3 separate regions of the Mus musculus genome follow, and regions 1 and 3 are each linked to region 2. Evidence: chromatin contacts called from public HiChIP or PLAC-seq data. All regions are on one chromosome and are shown on one strand. The core of a region is the stretch at or near the end of the contact, and the rest is flanking DNA. Distances in the headings are between cores, read along the strand shown.

The links. HiChIP or PLAC-seq counts read pairs in DNA pulled down with a chosen protein or histone mark.
Region 1: an H3K27ac HiChIP or PLAC-seq map of extraembryonic endoderm stem cells shows a contact between it and region 2. The contact joins two enhancer-like sites. A contact is called at or near these places in 1 of 15 datasets of contacts at CTCF or cohesin (the NIH/3T3 cell line), 13 of 484 Hi-C or Micro-C datasets (the G1E-ER4 cell line, bone marrow-derived macrophages, embryonic stem cells and 4 more), 4 of 115 datasets of contacts at active chromatin or transcription factors (differentiating embryonic stem cells, extraembryonic endoderm stem cells, fibro-adipogenic progenitors and 1 more) and 1 of 9 other capture datasets (embryonic stem cells).
Region 3: a contact with region 2 is called in an H3K27ac HiChIP or PLAC-seq map of extraembryonic endoderm stem cells. The contact joins two enhancer-like sites. A contact is called at or near these places in 1 of 39 promoter capture datasets (liver), 1 of 484 Hi-C or Micro-C datasets (bone marrow-derived macrophages), 1 of 115 datasets of contacts at active chromatin or transcription factors (extraembryonic endoderm stem cells) and 2 of 9 other capture datasets (adipose tissue and liver).

Annotation. Positions count from the first base shown.
Region 1 is chr15:6,241,684-6,246,361 of GRCm38.p6, reverse strand. No RefSeq gene overlaps it. Among named protein-coding and RNA genes, the nearest start is that of Gm16311, 66 kb to the left of the region's middle. Within about 2 kb of position 1,756, at least 9 of the 459 cell types and tissues checked have an H3K27ac peak or open chromatin away from gene starts, as enhancers often do. A contact at or near this core is called in extraembryonic endoderm stem cells, where this site is marked.
Region 2 is chr15:6,469,229-6,473,660 of GRCm38.p6, reverse strand. The region is part of intron 5 of C9 (complement component 9); the gene reads right to left. Among named protein-coding and RNA genes, the nearest start is that of C9, 26 kb to the right of the region's middle. Within about 2 kb of position 2,395, at least 4 of the 459 cell types and tissues checked have an H3K27ac peak or open chromatin away from gene starts, as enhancers often do. A contact at or near this core is called in extraembryonic endoderm stem cells, where this site is marked.
Region 3 is chr15:6,667,389-6,672,102 of GRCm38.p6, reverse strand. No RefSeq gene overlaps it. Among named protein-coding and RNA genes, the nearest start is that of Gm2245, 15 kb to the right of the region's middle. Within about 2 kb of position 2,667, at least 11 of the 459 cell types and tissues checked have an H3K27ac peak or open chromatin away from gene starts, as enhancers often do. A contact at or near this core is called in extraembryonic endoderm stem cells, where this site is marked.

The DNA of each region.
Region 1 (4,678 bases), core at 507-3,006, 230 kb after region 2:
CAATGGAGTGTTGAAGTTTTTGGCTTGATGTCTGGGTAGATGTGTTACATTTACTGGGACTATAGTTTGCTGGAAAAACTGACGATGGAAGAAAGTAATGAGTCTAATTTGAGACATACTCAGTTTGAAACGACATTTGAACTTACAGAAAGAACTGGCTAGAAGGCATGGAAGTCTCAAGAAGGAAGTCTGGACTGGATTTAAGAGGACTCAGTGTACAGATGGGGCAGGGGGAGCCTGTTAGTGGTAAGATTTCTCAGTTTGCCAAGATAAGAGGAGCCAAGGACTATGAGAATTCTTTAAAATGGCAAAGAGGCTAGAGCTTGAGACTGTAGAGTAAGTGATCAAGGAGATGGGACATTCAGGACAGACAGGAGTCTCTGAATGCAAAGCAGAAAAGACTCTCAGACGGCAAACAATGCCGCTATAATGACAGTTCAAAAATGAAGGCTTGAAAGAGATACTGTGATAAAAAGTATAGTAAGCCAACTGTACAAGTTTTTAAAAAATGTTTTACTAGAGGAATTTATAGACAATGTCCTCAGATCACAAACAAACCTAGGTTTTTACCATCAACAAGTTCTCCTCAGACCATTCTCACTTCTCTCTGCAGTCCAAACAATAAATTCTCACCAAAGGGGATGGTGGTGGTGGTGGTGGGGACTTGCTAGTAGCTCGCTAGGTATGTATCCCATGATCATTTGAGATGAGTCAAATCACTTGATGAGCTTGAAGGACGGCAGTTCAGTGTATGTGGTTGAAGCAGAGCGGATGCAGGAGATGGCTAGGAGAGACCGGGTCCTAAGAAATGCCTGGGTGAGTAGAACCCACTTAACTTAAGAGAACGCATTAGGGGACTGAGCATAGGAGAACTAGGGGATTTGGGTCTGACATATACTTTAACAGAAGTACTCTAGAAGCTTTCCTGAGGATAAAGTATGGGAACAGGGTAGAAGCACGCTCTGGAAGATCAGTTTGGAAACTTCTGGGGCCAACATGGGATGGTAGTGGCTTGGGCTGGACTGAGAGTGGTAACAATTCAGGCAAAAGCTACAATTGGAAGCCAAAGTCTATAGAAAGAATACTGGACTGGAATGAAAGTGTACATTCACACAATTTCCCCCACTCCAGAAGGTTCGTTGTTTTTTTTTTTTTTTTTTTTTTTTCCTCAGTAAAAGCTGCCTGGCACCTTACTTGGTATGTAGATGGACTGAGACCAGAGAGTAGAAATCACGAAAACTTGTATGATGAGGGCCAAGTGGTAGTAGAGAAAAAAGTAAAGGCAGAGAGAGGCTAAGGCTGGAGTCATATCCATGAGGAGACTCTACCCACCGCAAAGATGAAGCGACTCCTGGCTACAGTCAACTTTGATCTGGTAGCGCCAAATCGTTCCTCAGTAGATCCTTTCAATATTAATAACTTTCCCAAACTCCCCATGGTAGAGTTGTACTTTGAATACTCATTAATGAAAAAAAAAACCCCACAGAACAACGATTTTATTAGATTTTAATTAGAACAGTAAATAAGTTGCAATTAAGAAAATATCTCTGGACACATTTTGATGTCTCCAGCCTCTTCCCAGTGTTTGGTGCCCGTGTGGGTGAATGCATCTTTTGAAGCCCTGGAGCCGATTCTGCAGCACACAGGTGGGAAACCGAGCCACTCTGCTTGTTTTCTGAGTAACCCGGGGGCTTTTGCCCCTGCTGTTCCTTTCAGGAGGCCCCTTTGTCTCTGTGTTCCGGAGGGCAGAGTACAATCCTGCTTGGAAGATTTCTCAGTCCCTGCGAGATTCCACCATCCTCTTCTGGATCCCAGTTATCACTGGTTTTTGTACTTTGCACTCAAGTTCCATTTAAACAGTGATTCATTTACAGCTTGTATTCCTGGACACCCAAATACTTCAAATACTCATCTTATCCATGTATCTGTAGGCATATCTTATCTCTTCCGTGACCTAGTGTTATTTTAGCCTGGGGTTATGTCTCCTTTATCTAGTTCCCAGAAGTCAACCGTTTGGTACTGAGTAGCTTAAAGTGTTTCAGAAGCTGGACGTATCAAGCTGTGCTTAAGGAAAGAGATTTAGGATTAGCAGGCAAAATAAACAAGAAGAAAGAGTTTGGTCTTAACAAAAGGAAAGGCTTTATGAGGCTTTGAGATTTCAAAAAATGGGATAAGTTACCATTTAAATAATGAGTTCGGGGTAACTAACTATAAACAGTCAAATCATTTTCCATCGAAGCTCAACTTCCATCGAAGCTCCAAGCAATGTGACGAGTATGTGACATGTAGTATCATGTACAGTCTCCACAATGGTCAAGAAGGCATTTTGGCAATCCCATTTTTTCTCACTGTAGGCTAGGTACCTCTCATAAATGCAGTTTATATATAACAACACATAGTTTGGAATTCAGTCCTGTGTGGTGATGTCTAAACCTGGGCATTTAACACAATGGCTCCACGGTGTAGAAGGGACTCCCACAATAGTAGAATCCATTTCTGAGGTGACAATAGAGTAGAGAGTTCCAGGGAAATGCAGAAGGCCTAGGTAGCATTCTCTGCACTTGGCATGGTTTAGCACACCATCTTCTCAGAGGAGAGCCCAAAGCTGGCATGTTGAGTAAGAGATGGATCCGTCTGCACTGAGACACCTGAGAGAATATCATTGAGTTTAGCCACACCCATACATTTTATTTCAAAAATAATTGAATAAGTCTGTACTGGCTAGTTTTGTGCCAACTTGACACAGCTGGAGTTATCACAGAGAAAGGAGCTTCAGTTGAGGAAATGCCTCCATGAGATCCAACTGTAAGGCATTTTCTCAATTAGTGATCAAGGGGGAAAGGCCCCTTGTAGGTGGGACCATCTCTGGGCTGGTAGTCTTGGGTTCTATAAGAGAGCAGGCTGAGCAAGCCAGGGGAAGCAAGCCAGTAAAGAACATCCCTCCATGGCCTCTGCATCAGCTCCTGCTTCCTGACCTGTTTGAGTTCCAGTCCTGACTTCCTTGGTGATGAACAGCAATGTGGAAGTGTAAGCTGAATAAACCCTTTCCTCCCCAACTGCTTCTTGGTCATGATGTTTGTGCAGGAATAGAAGCCTGACTAAGACAAAGTCCAAGATCAGAGGTATCTAATTTCTCTGTTGTTATTATTGTTGTTGTTTGAGATGGGATCTCATGCAGGTCAAGCTTGCCTCAAACCATTCTATGGCTGAGGATGGCTTTGAACTCTTGGTTCTCCTGCCTCTATCTCCCAAGTGCAGGGATGACTGGCATGTGTCACCATCAATGGTGACACTTTATTTTTCATTAGAAAACATCCAGCCACACACCGAGGAGCCAGGACATCCCTGTCAGTGTGCAGGGAACATTCTAACTCTCTGAGAATAAGGCAAAAAGACACACACTATGCCACAAAGTTACCACAATCCTCAGCATGGGACTAAAAAAAAAAGTAAGAATTTAATTATTTCCCTTTTCCTTCATACTTTCTGGATGTGTACGCAGTTTACACGATCCCTTGGCTAAGATGACATAAACCTGTAAACTGGCAATGGAAGTGCACACCTGTGATTCCAGCTCCCCAAGGGACTGAGGCAAATGGACCACAGACTTGATAGCGTTTCATCTAAGAATATACGGGATACTATCACATGTTTCTATGAGGCATCAGTCTAATCTTTACCAGAGGAGAAGGCCATATTGTCTCAATCACTTCTTTTTGATGTTGTGTTCAAGGAAGTGCACGTAAGAGATGATATCGAGCAGCCCAAAAATACTTCATGAACTCCTCGTATTCTGTAGGATGTTTGCTCCCTCAGCTGACCATCTGATTGGCAGTTGGAAGGCTTGCCACCATATTCTATTGTTGTGGCTGTTTATTCTCACATTCCATTAAGCATAACCGAAGAGAGCGTTATTTAAGTGAATATAGTCATCTATTTCCACTGAACTATGGCCTTAAAGAAACACACACACACACACACACACACACACTCACACACAATCTCTCCACTTCCTTTGGGAAGACATGTGACTAACTGCTTTCTCAGCAAGCCACTTTTCCTGAATCTGAGTTATTTCCTTTCCTACAGAGAAAAGTTGCTGCCATCACTTCCACCGCTTTTGTAATGGCCTTTTGTGTGTACCGTATATTCCTTAAGAGAGGAGTTTTTTAAAAAAATGTCTCTTCCTTTTTTCTTATTTAGGCAAGAATTGTTTACTCTAAAGGAAAAAAAATGTAATGTTTTCAAAAATCTGCATTTGTGGAGATTTCTGGTACAAGAGAGTTCTCTTTAAAAGGTCCTTTAAACAAGCGTTTTAAAAATCTAAACGTAAGAGAAACACACTCTAAGCCCAACATCACCCGAGTATTCAGCAACTTCCTTATCTCCTGGGCTCTTCTTCAGCTTGATTTTTGATCAACCTTTCTCTAATGGTTAACTTTGAAGTTTGTCCGGCTGCCTTGTTATCCTGTCCTGATAGGCTTTGTACCAGGCTATCCTGATAGGCTTTGTACCAGGCTATCCTGATAGGCTTTGTACCAGGCTATCCTGATTGATAGGCTTTGTACCAGGCTATCTTGATTTTATTCCTCAGCTACCCCATCTCTCAGCTGTCTTTGTTAGGCCCTCTTTGGATCCTCTAACTGACATGTTCTTTTCTCTCTGTCATCTTTCTCCA
Region 2 (4,432 bases), core at 1,146-3,645:
AAATCCATCTAATCCAGAAGAAAAGAAGAAGGAATGCTAACCTCAGCAACAAACCAAGGCAGAGGTCAGTCCTACCTACCAATAATTACCTCAAAAGTAAATGGGATCCATTGTCCAATTGAGAGATACAGAATAGCTGAATAGATAAAAACCCACAGGTCCTGACCACATGCTGCTTGCAAGACACCCACCTCACTTCTAAGGATGCCCATTCGATTGAAAGAGAGAATGTACATACATTTCCATACAAATGGAAACAAAAGCAGAATGGAGGTAGCCAAACTTGTATCTGATAAAAAAAAAAAAAAGAGTTTAAGTAAAGAACTGTATGAAGAGATAAAGAAAGCCATTGTACAGTGACAAAATCATTAATTCTTCAGCAAGATCCTCGAATTGCAAATGTGTCTGTGATCCTAAAAATAAAAAAGCAAGCATTGGCTTGTTTTGAAATCTCCACTTCTCTTCTCTTTTCCTTTTTTATATATTTTTCTGTGTGATCTCAGGCCTTTTTGAGAATTCAATGATTGTGTAAGTGGAGACCACTTTCTGGGACTCTCTTTGCTTTTAGATCGATCCTATTTACTCCTCGTATGATAGCTATGTACGTATCACAGAAAGCTCCGAACTCAAAATTACCAAAATTTGGTTGTTGTTCTCTTAGAATGTATTCCTACTTTAATAGAGTTCTCATACATCGAACCCTCAGATCTCTTCTGATCTTGCACTATTCACTGAAGAAGGATCTGACTTTCTCTCTCCATACATTTTATGTATTAGGCATGTTCCAGTATTTTACAATTATTAGCATGTTTAGTCCCTGCAAACATCTATGATCACCTTGTTCTGTAGAAAACCATGAGATTTAAGATGAGTTGTCTACTATGTCTAAAGTGAAGGTACTTAAATTCTAGCCAGGAAGTCTAAGTTTAGGGTTAGGCATTGATCCTACTCTCTCTTCAGCTCATCACAATGATCCTAACACTTACACTGTGCCGTGTTTCATCTCCTCCGTCCACAGTCTGTGCCCATTGCAGACCCAGATATTCTGTTGCTATCTCCTTGGATTCCATATTTCCATTCTCATAGGCTGTGGTCATCTTTCTTTGTAGTGCATCTTCATCAAACTCAAACATCTAAAATGACACTCTGTGGTTTCTTCATCTTTGGCATTAATTAAGTCCAACCTACTCAAAATGGCCTGAACTCCTTCATGATTTGACCCTACTTTTAATTCAAAATTGGAACTCATGAAGGTTAACTTATAAATCATGATTCTTATAGCAACTTTTATAGGGAAAATCTACATATTTATTCCTTGGGAAATATCAATATAAAACAAGGAAACAAAAATGTATACATCACCTTTATAGGCTATCAAACTTTCTAAATGGACTCAAGCTGCCAGTAGAAAGACTAATTGAAATGTTCGTCAACCCTCTGTTTGCATGTCACTGTCACCTATAAGGACAATTTGTCATTTTGTGAATGTCCATTTGATTAAAATTTCTTGCCTTCATTAAACATGTCAGCTTTTAAAAAGTAGTAATGCACATGTATGCATTTAATTATTCTTTCAAGGATCAAGTAATTAATATACTCTGTGATGTGAGTTATTCAGAATTCTGTAGTAAATGGAGGATTACTGTATCAATCAGCACGGAGTGTTTATGATAGACAAAAACAAAACAAAACAAAAAACAAACAAACAAACTCCCAAACTGAGAGGCAAGCAAAACCATTACTGCAGTTATTTCCCAGACAGACATCTGAAAGACAGGGGATTTTAATAAAATAGGAGGACAAGCAGTCAGAACTCAAATAAAAATGACCTTCTACTCCTGCCAAAGAAGGTAGCTATAACTTTGATGGCTATAGTGAGACACTTTACCAACTAAGTGGCAGAATGAAATGACTGAGTTTGGTGTAGATTTGCACTGAGCTATAAGTCAATCTGATGACTTTCCATCTCACTATCTCAGAGAGATGCTTTTCATCACATGGATGACTTATGGTTCATCATTCTATTATCCATGTGTACAAAGAAACTTTTCAGGGCACCTTTACCAGCTTTCTATACGTATTGTATTTTGAGTTTCTTTCCAAACCTCTCAAATTGAGAAAACTAGAGGCTGGAAAGCTAGTAAGACTATCAGTAGTACTTTAGATGAGAATTCTAAGTTGGTAGTATTTTAGATGACAAAAGTCCTAGACAAAGCCAGTTGGAGATGGAGAATATAAAGCTAGTGTTATAGCATTACAACTCTGTGATTGATCAACGACTGTGAACTTTGAAACGGACCTTTAAAGGGAGTCCTGGAAATGCAGTCAGGATTTAAGCTCGGTGATAAGGAAAGATACTTCTTCCATCCTGCAATTGAGAGCCACACAGGGGTGTCACTGTTAGGTATGCTGTCTGTGTGATAACTGCAGACAATGGGAGTCACAGTTGTCTAGGTCAGAGAAAGAGATGAGCAAAAAACTGCATTTGTAGTCATCGTAACGAAGCGAACACCTAGCTTACAGGAAGGAAAGGCACCAACCACTCAGGGAGACTGTGAAACATGAGCTCACCGAAGCAAACAGAAAAACTGGCAACACCAAGAAGTAGAGTGTCCTGAACACAGACAGCTCCAAAGAATATTGAGATGGATTAGCTCAGGGCTGGGAGGTGATGGCAGTAAGATGGCAGATACCTTCACCCAGAATTTCCAGTGCTTCTGGGATGAAAGGGGTGGTTAGAACCTGAGTGTACTTCATCAACCCTTGTTTATATCCTAAGTCTTACGTGTCTACAGAGATCCAGGTTTGAGCAGTACAATAAAACCACAAAGCCTGATTTGGGTTTACCAAGTATTCATTTCAATTACCAAGAGTGAGCCAAGGAAAAACAGGTTGAAAAGGATCTCTTCTGTAAATATAATATTTCACCGTCTTCATGTTTTACAGACCTTGGTTGTTTTCGCACTCCTTCTGAGTTAGGAAAGTGGTCACTATTCATCATCAACCTCTTATGTAACCACTGATGAAGTTCCTAGACTTGGCTAAGTCTTTCACTAATTGTGCTCTAAAAATAACCCATTGCTATGTGCCAAGAACCCTTGGAGAGATTTACAGATTTAGATACCTTTATAGCCATGAGGTTTGCACCGTTATTTCTGTTTTCAACGTGAGGAAACTAAGTCATATAGTAAGTGCTTTACCAAAGATCTCATAGCTTCGGGCTGAGGTAGGGATCCTACCCATGAGGGATGGGTTTTAAGCTATAGAAAATTTGAGACAAGAAACATCAAGTGAGGGAGATGAATAAGAGTAAGGTATCAAGACAGACCAGCATAATGCTTTCACATAACAAAAGACAATAACTTACTTAAAAAATAGCTCATGTAAGTTGGCATGATGGGTCAATGGGTAATTGTGCTTGCTACCAATGCCCATGACTCAAATCCCAACCTTGGGACCCACATGGTAGAAAGATACAGCGGACCCTTTCAAGGTGTCCTCTGAACTCCATGTGAGCTTCACGGTGTGTGTGCGTGTGTGTGCACCACCACTCACAATAGTAATAAAACTCCATTTATCAGGCATAAATCTATGAGTACTCACTGTACCTAGCAGTTAGTAGTGGGCAATAAGAAAGTATATTTAAAGTGGGTTCTGGACTGACATACAAAATGTGGCAAATGATTTACTTTACCCAGCATTTGAAACTAAAGAAAAAGTCCTTTGTAAGTTATAATAGAGATCTCTACTCATAGAATTCATGTGTAATATGACACGCTTGGCTATTTGTTTTCCAAGGCTATGACAGATTGGTCTAAAGTGGCCACCGGCACTCACAGGATCCAGGTGACATCGGTGCTTAGTAAGGTCTCAATTCAACCAGCTCTCTTCCCTGCTTGGTACCAAATCAGAGCGCAAGTCTGCATTCGTGACTATTTTTTTTATAAGCTCGATGGAAAAACTCTTGTGGAGGCACCAATCCCACCAGAACTCATAAAAATGATTTATACATTTCATTTATTCCACATTGTGCAAAGATAGATTAGCCTTGCAAGAGAAAGCTTAATGTGTTTGATTATTGGATACTGTTCCAAATATCCCAGGGCTGTAAGTAATATACAGGGCAGAAACTGTGTCTTTCTCCTAGAGACTAAAACATACTGAAAATGCTGAACCTATGTCTTTTTAGATGTAGAAAAGGGGGAAACCAGTGTGTTTACTCTCTTAATATATGTTGATAACTAATCCTGAGTGGCCACCCAGCCCTTACCATCATACAAATTTTACCTTTATACAGGAGCTACAAAGCTTGTCAGAAAAGCTAAATTAATTATTATGCGATCACTGTGATCAAAATATCTGACACAAGCATAAGAGGGAAAAGGCTCACTTTTTGGCTCACTGTTTCTGACACTGGAATGAGTATATTGGG
Region 3 (4,714 bases), core at 1,418-3,917, 200 kb before region 2:
TGCAGACTAGTCACTGAGGGCGGACTTTTGTTTTTTATTATTATTTTATGGTTTGCTTTAAGATTTTTTTTTAAGACAGGGTTTTATTAGGTATCCAATGTTAGCCTCAAACTCTGAACTCTCCTGCCTTAACCTCCTGAGTGTAGAAATTACACCACCACACACAGCTGAGGCTTGTGCTCTAAAAGTAATTTGAGAAACAGGTCTTTAGGACTATGCAAGGGTGAAGAGTTCAGCTGAGAGTGCCCGAAAATCGACTCATTCCTGATTTTGTTTCTTAGTTGATGTCCAAGCTGAAGTGCTTAAGGGTGCTGGGAGGACCTAGGCAAGCCAGGTGATGTGGAGAAAGATGGCTATCAGATCTGGTCCATACACACACACGCTTATGCCTGGTTTATTCTGAGTGAATCACTCCCTGCTGACATTTGCAGACTTATTCTTGATCATTATCCCCGCCCTCTCCCTGATGTCCCTGGAAGGTGAACTGATCCCACAGTGGCTGTATGATTTGGCTGCTAAGTCTGTTGCTCCTGCAGATATTCTGGAGATGTGTTTTGGGCCCAAAGGAGCATCAGAGCCAAGTGATCCATAGGAACTGAGGCTGGAGAGGAGAACCTCTAGCAGCCAGGGACTGAGATGGAGCAAATACCCAGCTTCCTGAGTAAGTGGTGGTCTAGCCAGCGCTGTTCTTGCTCCAAGATGAGGCTGATGAGAGACATTAAGTCAGAACTTGTGTGTTCGTTCAACTTCTTCCACCATGTCCCCAACTTCCTGAACCTCAGAAGCTGTTGCTGAGAGCACTCTCTCAAGAAATCCTCAACAGTCTGTGTAGTCACAGACCTGCTGATAAGGACTTTCTATTGGATTAAACCATGTGTGAGTGATCTTCACTGGTAAATATCCCACAATAGGTCCAAACAAACCTTCTCTCTCTCTCTCTCTTCCTTCCTTCCTTCCTTTCTCTCTCTCTCCCTTTCTCTCTTCCTTCCTTCCTTCCTTCCTTCCTTCCTTCCTTCTTTCTTTCTTCTCTCTCTCTCTCTCTCTCTCTTTCCTTCTTTCTTTATTTCTTTTTGTCTTTTTGTCTTTTTCAAGACAGGCTTTCTCTGTGTAGCTTTGTCTGTCTCAAGACAGGTAGCTCTGGCTGTCCTGGAACTTGAGCTATATACCAGGCTGGCCTTGAACTCACAGAGGTCTGCCTGCCTCCGCCTCTCAACTGCTGGGATTAAAGGTGTGTGCCACCACCTCTTAGGTCTTTTTTCATAGCAACAAGAAAAGGAACCAGTGTATCCCAAGGTTCCTTCCTAATGTGTACTTCTCCAAATGAAAGAATTTCCCTGTTGTTTCTCTTCTAAGTGAGTGTACAACAATCTTTATGTGCCCATGATTACTGTGTGGTCTGGTTTTCTAGCATTGCATATTTATTTATATCTTGGCAGTTAGGTAACCACTGTAGATTAGCACATCTTTTTGAGATCTTTATATATTAAAAATGAGAAAACGCTGGTCCCTTGAGGAATGTGGGAGGCACCAGAGTTTCAGTGCCTCACTTAACATAGCTTCTCCCACTCAGGGTGAGGCTCAGCGAGTGCATTGTATTAGCTTATGAATTATAGCTCAACTCATCCTAACTTTAGAAATGACTGCTTTAAGAAGCACGCTTAGAGCTACGATAGGATAATGCTTTTGCATCTGATGACAGGTGGATCAATAGTTAAAAAGGAAGATGTGGCTTACATGTCTAAGTAAAACTCGGTAACTTATTAGATAGTTTTTGGAAAATATCACAATGTCTCAAACGCCTGCTTTAAGGAACTGAGGTGAATGAGTTGATATTGGTGTCATAGAAGGAGTTGCATTGCTCTCCATTGATAAGAACTTAGCCATTAGCTATGAGTACTCTGCTCAATAGGACATGCCTCAAACCACAGTTGTCCTTTAGAATTCTTTTCTTTGTTTGTGTTTTAGACAGTGTCTCTCTGTTGTATCCTGGTTATTCACTACGTAGACCAGATTGCCCTTAAATTCACAGAAATTCTGCCTCTACCTTTAAGGTTGGGATTAAAGGCAAGTGGATTCTATTTGGTTTCAAGCCATTCTATTTTCATTCTTAGAAAACCAAAGAATGGGGGAGCAACACTTTAGTAAAAAATAGATTTATTTCTAAAAATAGATTTTCTTGGGAGGAGTGGTAGGCTTGATGCTCCAATGTAAGGGGATACTAGAGGGGTAAGGTGGAAGTGGGTGAACTGGTGGAGGAGTACCCTCATAGAGGAAGGGGGAGGGGATAAGATGGGGTGTTGGTGGAGGGGTAACTAGGAAGGGGGTATCATTTGAAATGTAAATGAATATAATGTAAAAATAATAAAACAAAATAATAGATTTTCTTAGTTTTAATTATGCATGAGTGTGTGTTCGTGTGTATGTATGTGTGTGCACGCATGCGTGTACGTGTGCGTGTGCGTGTGCGTGTGCGTGTGTGTGTGTGTGTGTGTGTGTGTGTGTGTGTGTGTGTATGTGTATGTGTATGTGTGTAGGGTATGTACAAATGAGTTCAGATACCGCAGGAGGGCAGAACAGGGTGTCAGCTCCCTTGGAGCTGATGTTACAGGCAGTTGTAGCACACTCAACATGAGTGCTGGGAACCAAAGCGTGGAACCTGGGTTTACATCTAGATTCTGGAAACACTTGGTGACATGGACTCAGAAGCTATTAGAATTGAGTCACGTATCCTTAGGGGTTAGGTGGGAAACAAATGGTTAAGTGAGAAGCCGCAGGTAACTTTGAAAGGCTTGTTTACAAATGTGTAGACAGTCTGTGGAGACCACAAGATAAAGAGGAATCCTCTGCCGCTGACACTGGGTGTGTCTGACATCCTGAAGGAGCCAGATGAGGAAGAAGCAGTAAAATGAGAGAGCTGGTCCCAGTGGAAGCGTCTGTCTGAAAGAGCCGGAACTTCAGGGGAGCAAGGACATAACGAACAATGATGAGTCCCCCAGAAAGATTCTGAAGAAACCCGGCTCGCTCTCTGTATCTTTGATAGACCACAGTCATTCCTCGAGGGTCACATGAACCTGGAGGCCAGAGGTCAAGTGATCCTCTGCAGGGGGCTGATAAAGCACAGGCTCAAAGGGCAAGGGACAGTGGCAAGGTTGGAAAGGGCACCAGGAGAGCCAAGCCGAACGGAAAACATCTGTCACAATTAGCAACTTACTCCCGCAAGCACATGCTCATGTTTTTCATCAGACACAATCATCTGTTCATCGATGGATCTATCAAAAGCCAGCAGAGAACAGAGAGGGCCGAAGCATTTGAGAAAACAAAGGAAGAATACGTAGGAGAAATAAAATATGATTTTGAGCTTTATGTGTAAACAAATACATTTTTTTCTTTTAAGTTATTTGGGGGCTGGAGAGATGTCTCAGGCGTTAAGAGGCTGCTCTTGCAAAGGATACAAATTCAGTTCCCACACCTACATCAAGTGGCTCACAACCTTGAATTCTTGAATTCTGTCTATAGTTACAGCTCCAGGAGGATCAAATGTCTTTACCCTGCATGCATACAATCTAAAAGGCAAGAGTTTTGTTTCAATCTGATTTTAACCACTAAGTGTGTACTTTCATATTTTATAAATAAAAGATTTTGAGGCCCTGAGAAGTTGAGAACCTTGTTTAGGGTTATGCGACTTAGCTGATTGTCTCAAATAAGTGAGCAGGGTGTGCTGCCACGGCTCAGTCATCCCTCCCAGGTTGTAGGGTGAGGAGGCTCACACAGGGATGAGCACAAGGAGTTCTGTTGAAAGGGCTCACTACTTTGTCTGAAGGGAGTCTGCTGATGAAACATTTAATCAGAGACCTCTCTGTCCCAGCGGTTGCCAGGCCTGGTTCACAGTCAACCTTTCTTTTTTTTCTCACTCAATTTTGCTTGCTCTTCCTTTCACAGATACCGATCCCTAAGAGACAAGTTGTAATCTATACTCTCCTGCCATCTGTTTTCAGAAAGGCCAGATTGGAACACTGTTGTGATCAATGTGATTGTGACTGCAAATCACTTCAGCGAATGTAAAGTTGGCAGTCACCTATGTTTTGGGGGAGTATAATAGATATAGCTACCAATTCCTTGAAGCTCTTAGGGCATTTGAAATAGTAATTAGAAGAACAGTGGTAACTGTACAGGCTTACCCCATTCTTGTAGATCCATCACCCACTGATTCTTCCATTATTAAATGTATTAGTTATAGCTTCAAATACCATTTTATGCAGGCATGTAAAAGCGAATCAGGCAAGAGTCTTTATTTTCTTGGAGCTCTGTGTCTCAATAGACAAGAATAAAACAAAATAAAATAAAGTAGAAACAAACGTGTAGGTGCCAAGCTTGGGTGGCAGGATAATGAGATGCCAATGAGGAGGAATGTTGAGGAAGCACAAAAAGCTGAGGTCAAAGGAAGACTTCTACTTGGAGTCTTATGCGGCTGATATGGATGTTTATTTTTCTCATTGCTGTGAAAAATACCTAACTAAAGAAATTGAAGGGTTTGTTTAGCCTCAAAGATTGAGGAATTACTTTGGTGGTTTGACTTATAATGGCTCCCATAGGTTCATAGGGAGTGGAGGCGGACTTAGGAGCTATGGCCCTGTTGGAGGAAGTGTGTCAAAGCTGTGGGCTTTAGGATTTGAAGTGCACAAGCTGGACCCATGGCCTCTATCTTGCTGCTGCC